2 separate regions of the Lactuca sativa genome follow, and region 1 is linked to region 2. The links are chromatin contacts, called in public Hi-C maps. All regions are on one chromosome and are shown on one strand. Each heading gives the region's core, a stretch centred on a gene start, on an enhancer-like site or on the middle of the called end of the contact. The rest is flanking DNA. Distances are from core to core; before and after follow the strand shown. Region 1 holds the start of LOC111914193. Region 2 holds the start of LOC111914191 (membrane protein of ER body-like protein).

The links. Hi-C and Micro-C count contacts between places; a contact is called where the count stands out from the background.
Region 1: a contact with region 2 is called in a Hi-C map of seed, with 4 times the contacts expected there. The contact joins the promoter of LOC111914193 here to the promoter of LOC111914191 in region 2. A contact is called at or near these places in 2 of 4 Hi-C or Micro-C datasets (leaf and seed).

The regions. Positions count from the first base shown.
Region 1 is chr6:204,992,086-204,995,704 of Lsat_Salinas_v11, forward strand. LOC111914193 reads right to left here and starts at 1,621. Exons shown (of 3, transcript XM_052764828.1): 1 at 1,493-1,621; 2 at 1-752. The coding sequence starts at 686. The coding sequence ends at 225.
Region 2 is chr6:204,841,816-204,845,383 of Lsat_Salinas_v11, forward strand. It overlaps LOC111914191 (membrane protein of ER body-like protein), which reads right to left and starts at 2,038. Exons shown (of 10, transcript XM_023909950.3): 1 at 1,487-2,038; 2 at 843-938; 3 at 73-660. The coding sequence starts at 1,781.

The sequences.
Region 1 (3,619 bases), core at 371-2,870, 150 kb after region 2:
GGTAATAATGTCTCAACTCCTTGCTTAAAGCCGAGTTATAAAGAAGAAGTAGTTACTACATACATAAGATCCGAATATTATAAGTTTTTCTCCTACAAATAGAGGCACGACTGCCATTTAGGTACTTGCATAAAGTTTGCAGAAAGACAACATGATTCAAAGTTATTAATAATACTCTCTCTCTCTCTCTCTCTCTCTCTCTCTCTCTACTATGCTAAGCCTAGTTAATTAATATCCATGCTAATGCTATCTCCAAGTTGGGTGAAAACAGGAATGGGAGCAACAGCGGAAAAGGATCTCTCAAAAGGAGAGGAATGGAATTGTCCACTCCTTCTGCGCTTAAAAGCACAGGATTCCGGAGGTGAAGAACAAGCACTACTCTCCTCTTCCAGCTTCCTTCGAACACCTTTCACAGCCTGTACTTCAGCTGCTGTTAGAGGAAAAACCTGTCTGCTCACTCTGCAAAGTGAGTTGTTGTTATCATAAACAATTCTCTGGTTACAGTTTTTGTCACAGATGTGTGTGAGCCCTGTTAGTTTGCAGCGAAACATGTTCCCACACACCTGCTCGTTTTCACATTTCCAATCGCACTTGTGAACAAAACCCTCATCTTGCCCTAGTATACTTGACAGGTAAATAACATTTGTTGCTACCATGGATTTTCCAAATACCTCCATTGAGTTCATCTTCTTCTCTGATTGATTGCTATAACTGTTTTATTGCTAGCTCTTCACACTCCTAATCCCTTGATTCTGCAGTGCCCAACAAACAGGGAAACTGTCAGCTTCAAAGAATAATCATGGACTTCTCGGTCTTTGGGTTTGGGAAGAAGATTCACATCCGACAACATGGATCTGATATGATGATCCCCTTATCCACGATAATAATGTTTGATTTTAATTGAGTGCAGATCCAAAAATGTGGAACGTGGATAATGTACTATTATAATCAACAATTGATATTATCATCCATAAGTAGATATCTAAAATCAGAATTGAGATGTTGATTTTGGATATATAAACTTGTCTTGTCCCACAAATTGTATCATGAATCATATCTTACTAATAACAACACATTCTTAAATCCAACTCATAAGGCAAATACAATCATTGTCAATGAATAAACATAGAAAGGACACAAAAAGCCCTAGAATCCAAAAAAAAAAGGAATTTTTTTTAATAAAGTCTCACACACCTAACAAATCCAGAACGAATAATCAAAGATACGGACCGGTAAAGTTAATGATCCGGAAGATTGAAGGTAAAACACAAAAATGGTAAACCCTAGAAAAGTATGAGCAACAAAATCCACGGATATCCAACAACCACACCTAATTCCAAAAAACTAACATAACCGATCATGGAAATTAGAGCCTAATGTGAAGAAATAACAAGATCTAATGAGAAAAATTAGGAGATAAGCAAGAATCATAGAGCTAATAAGCGGCAAAAAAAAGGTCAAACCTAGATAAAGAAATTGGGGGAAGACTCACCAAGCAGAAAGTCGTTTCTCTCTCCAAGCAGGAAAATGGCGAGAAGAGTGTGGAGAGGGAGCATGGTATATATAGAGATAATCACATGGTGATCCGCTTCTCGTGTGAATTTTGAAAGAGTAGACGTAAATTGACATGAAATGCGACTCAAATTTTGTTGAAATGAAAATCTTTTCGTTTGTGGGACCCTCTACCTTTACTCTTTCTGGTTGACCTTCACGTCCCCTATTTTACTAATTTTAAGTTAAGTATCTTCGAATGTAATCTATTTAATTATAATGATGAATTATCTTATCTATCTAATTAATTATAATGATATGCATCTTTTTCACTTTTATTGCAATGTAATCTATCTTTAACAATTCAACAACACGTATTCGTAGGGTAACAATTACTTAGTGGTTTGTTATACTTAATTTTTTTATCACTATAATTACATACATCATTAACAAACAAAGACAGTCAGACAGAATACAAACTTTATAGCTAGGAGATCAAAACCAAACTATACAAACAAGTTTATATTGATTGAAAATTATGTCACGTCAAAAATCTATATATATATATATATATATATATATATATATATATATATATATATATATATATATATATATATATATATAGAGAGAGAGAGAGAGAGAGATAGAGAGAGTTATGTTTAAATGAGAACATTTTTGAGATTGAGAACATTTGAGAACAGTTTTATAATATATATATATATATATATATATATATATATATATATATATATAGAGAGAGAGAGAGAGAGAGAGAGAGAGTTATGTTCAAAGGAGAACATTTTTGAGATTGAGAACATTTGAGAACAGTTTTATAATTAATATATATATATATATATATATATATATATATATATATATATATATATATATATATCACCCACCCCCATTCCACCATTCTATCTAGACGTATTGTTTCTCACCGAACCACCATTGAGGCCACCAGACAACCATTGAGGTCATCAGACCTCTGCCAAACCAGTCGATTTCCAATTTCACCCACTGGCGTCGAGCTCATAATTAACTATCTGTTCCGCAACCCCCAATCGACACTGAAGTTGATCTCTACATACACGATCGATGGGAGCTTCCAAGTAGGGTTCTTTCAAGTCTATACACCTGTGCTTTTCAACCTAAATAGACTCGATTTTATCATGAAATTCATGAAATTAAGCTTATGATGAACGACAAATCGAGTGTCTGATACTTAATCTCACATCATAGGATACATTTTGTCTGAATCGCAATCCGATTTAAGTATTTTACAAGAATGTTTTGGATTTCACTGGTTATGTATCTCAATAATCGAGGTAAAACCAAAATCAAATGCCAATTGTATATACAGTATAGAGGTGGAAAAGACTTCTATTTAGCAATCTAAGCAAGCAGATAGCGGAATAAAACTGGATATGCGAGCAGAAATGGCGGAATCTGTAGAGCTTCCTGTTCTTGATCTTTCTTCATCATATCAAATCTCCACCGCTAACTCAATCTGGTAGGTTATTCTTTTATTGTTTATTCTTCAAACTGATAATTATTCTCTAAATTGTCACTAATTTTACCAACTTTTCTAACCGATCGGAATTATATCTTTCACCCTTCATCTTGAGTTGAGTTTGTGTCCTCCTTTTGTGTTAGTGAACATTGCTTTGGCTATTTGAATATGCATTCTCTGCCTTCTCCTTTTCCTTTTATTCTACTTTAGACCTTGGTACCCATCAATAACTCAATATATTATCTACACATAATACATTAGAATGGATTTGTGAACATTTCGGCTAGTAAAGTTGATATTTATAGAGTTTATCAACGTTGCAGGTGGTCACTCTTATCTTTATAATTACATACACACACACACAATCACAATAGCTATTAAAGGTGATATGTGTATAGATTTTTATAAACACCAAGTGTTCGATGAAATGCCTCAATGAAAAAGTAGCATTTTATGTGAAAATCATTAACTTTGAACCCTCATTAAGCCAAGCATTAAGGCCTTTAGGTTAAATTTAATTTCACATCTTAATAGCCTAATAAGTAACCAACAATCATATAAAAAGTGATAAACTTAAGACTTAACCATTAAGTCCTTAATAGAACACCAAAA
Region 2 (3,568 bases), core at 788-3,287:
AACATCAAACAAACATTATGAAATCATGAAAATAAACACCAGTTTTAACGATTATTTCTTCAAGATTCAAACCTGTAGGCATAAAAATGCTGAAACATGACAAACATCTGAATACATCTGGATCCCTCTCATGATCATCTTCATTAGATATCAACGGTTGAATATCATCAGAAACAAGATTCACTTCTGAAGGATTTGAAGTTTCGGGCTTGTTACGCTTTGCAATATCACCAGGAACCGGGATTCTCCGTTTCCTTTTACGAAGAATAACTCTTTTTGTGATACAAGAATTGCAATTTGGACAGAATAAATCATGTGTTTCTTGCTTCTTTATCACTGTCTCCACATCAAATTCATCCTCAACATCTTTAATCACTTCAATTTCGCTGCTTTCTGTTTTGTCAACTTCTTCAAATGATATTTCTGATGGATGAAGGCTGTTATCCGATAAGTTATTTTGCTTTTCATGTTCACCAATTTGGTTGTTGATAACAAAATCCAGGCCATTCCCGTTTTCTTGATTGTGTATTCTTATATTGAAGTCGTTTTCTTGATTATGTATTGTTATATTGATGTTGTCTTTCATGGGGATTTTCCCATGAAAAGTTGAATCAACACCATTTGCTTCCCCTTTTGATGATTGAAGACGCAACCCAGCATCTGAAAATATACAACAAATTAGACTTATTTTTAATTTACTATCTTATTCTAAAATCTTTATATACGTCCATTAACACAAGAACTATGCTAAATTGCTAATGAATCTTTCCAATTTAGTATGGAAACTTTTATTTGTGAAGATGGCAACTTTCAGACCTTTGTCGTGAATTGCGGGTGTATACCTTTGGTTTCATGAAACAAACAGATTCTCTGATTATGATTGGTGACACAGGTGTTACCCTCATAATCCCAGGAGCAGATTCGACATTTCCATATTCCTTCAGTCAAAGAAAAAGGAAAAAAAGAAAAGATGCAATTTCTTAATTATCTAAAAGAAGAATCTCCATTAAACATGCGGGTTACCTTTTGCTTTTTACGAATTGAAAGCTAGATAGGTGAGAGGCTGGATGGAATGCCTAATCAATTCCACTTACAGAGTTGTAAATAACATTAAAGTTGTATAATTATATTACTTAATTAATCCGGTCACAACTAATAAATAGGATATAGAAAAAGATGTTCAGACTATAATCCAATACCCAGAAATCAATTCAACTTATCAAGGAATGGAAGCACAGAGAGAAGAGAGATGAATTTCAGAGAAAAGAAACCCTAGAATCACCTTAACACTGAAGAACCCGAATATGAAGAAAGAGAAAGGTAGGGTCTTGTTATAAAGAAAAAAACATGGGAGACAAAAAGGTGGGTCTTCAAGGGTATATAAGATTACAGTCAAAAGTGAATTTGTTATAGTCCATTTTCTGCATCTTGAATTAAAAAAAGAACTTCAAATAACTACTGTGCTCTCAGATCTTCACATTTTTACCTTTATCTGCGTCATAATAAACAAGATATTCCGATGTCTGTTGTTTCTCTTTCTCTATATCATCTTCATCAACCTTTATGCCATTTTGTTGACTTAAATCTTTGACTTCTTCTTCTTTTTCTTGATCTTCACCATTCGAGAAACCAACTGAACCACCATTGTTGCTGCTGAGATCATCATCGATGGTCGTGAAAATTGGCGTCTGTTTCAGATTCTTTCTTCTATCAATCAAACTCTCCTCCAATTCGTCATATTCTTGGTCCTCCCATCGATGTTCTACCTGAGTAGTTTCCATAATCGTTCGGTAGGTTGATGGAAAGAGGTAGGTAGATATGATGGGAATGGAAATTTCTAAAATAGGCAACTGTGGTCTGTGGAGACGACGGGGATGAACTAAATTGGCTGTTGAGCATTTATTGAAGATTTATGGCAGAGAAAAAAAGAAGCTTATCCTGCAGCAACCTCGTGAATTGTCAACTACCATGCCCTGCTCATTCTAGCTCTCTTGATCCCCTATTAAAATTTTAAAAAACTAGAATACTCATTTCTGCCATTGTGTTCATACTTTGTTGGTATTTAATTTATTAGAAAAATAAAATATTTTATAGGTTAAATTATTCACACTTAATTTTGTTCGTTTCCCTTAGCGCACACTTGTTGCCCATAAGACCATTCGCAGTGGCAACTAAGATGTTTGGTTGGTTTTCATATTTAAATTAAAAAAAATAAAAATTCCTTTAAAATCCACTATTGGTTGCTTCACCAAACTTCACTAACCATTTTCATTTTCTTTTTTATTTATTTGTTACAGGTCTTTTGCATTTTCAAAATTACTTTGTAATTAATTTTATTTTATTTTTATTAAAAAAATAAACAAAACACACTAAAATACGTAAAATAATTTTGTCTACAAATAAAGACCAATATTGATATATTTTAAGAATTATTTTTTTTATATTGTCTATATAATCTTAAAAATAGTAAAAAATTAGGTTATAAATGTAAAGATATAATATATAGATTGTATAATATAATAAAAATTAATTCTAAATAATATAAAAGTTTGGTTTGAATTGGATTGGATTGCTAATGGGTGTGAAAAGTTGGTTTAATTTGACTGTGTAGTTTTAGTTGTGAATGAGAGTAGTCTAATCCTTATTCTAATAAAAAAAATATGTTTAATTTCCTATTGACAAGCGACATATAATTAGAACTTCTCATTAATATATATATATCATTCTATCATGTCACTTGTCAACCATCCATTGCAAATTTCAAAATTTAAATTTCCACCTTAATTACATTAAATTAATAATTGATTATCCATTTCAAATTTTAATTTTAAAATTTCTCTTTCTAATTACATCTCCTCCCTATTCTAATAAAAGAATAGGTTTAATCTCATATTGACAAGTGTCATACAATTAGAACTTCTCATTAATGTTATATATCATCTATCCTGCCACTTGTCAACCTATTAATTATCCATTTTAAATTTTAGATTTTAAATTTCACTCTAATTACATTAAATTAATAATTGATTATCCATTTCAAATTTTAAATTTCCCACTCTAATTACATTAAATTAATAATTGATTATCCGTTTCAAATTTTAAATTTCCCACTCTAATTACATTAAATTAATAATTGATTATTGATTTTAAATTTTCCTACTCTAATTATATTTAATTAATAACATTACATTTAAAAATAAAATAAAATAATACAGATTATAAGGCGATATAACTTCACGTATTTATTTAAATCAACGATTATAATTTTATATAACTAAAAAACAGATCCCTTAATTAAAATAATTGTTTAACAATTTTAATTTTTTAATATGAAAATTTAATTAATTTTATAATCGTGGTTCTCACGGGTTATAAACTAGTTATTCTAATAAAATAATAGTTTTTAATCTCCTTTTGACATGTGTCACCATATTAAGCCTCATAATTAATGTAAATTTTATTTTTCTTTTGCCATGTTTCACCTTATTATGTCTTATAATTAATGCATACCATTTGTCGACATATTGATTCTCCATTTCAAATTTCAAATTTTAAATTTCTTATTCTA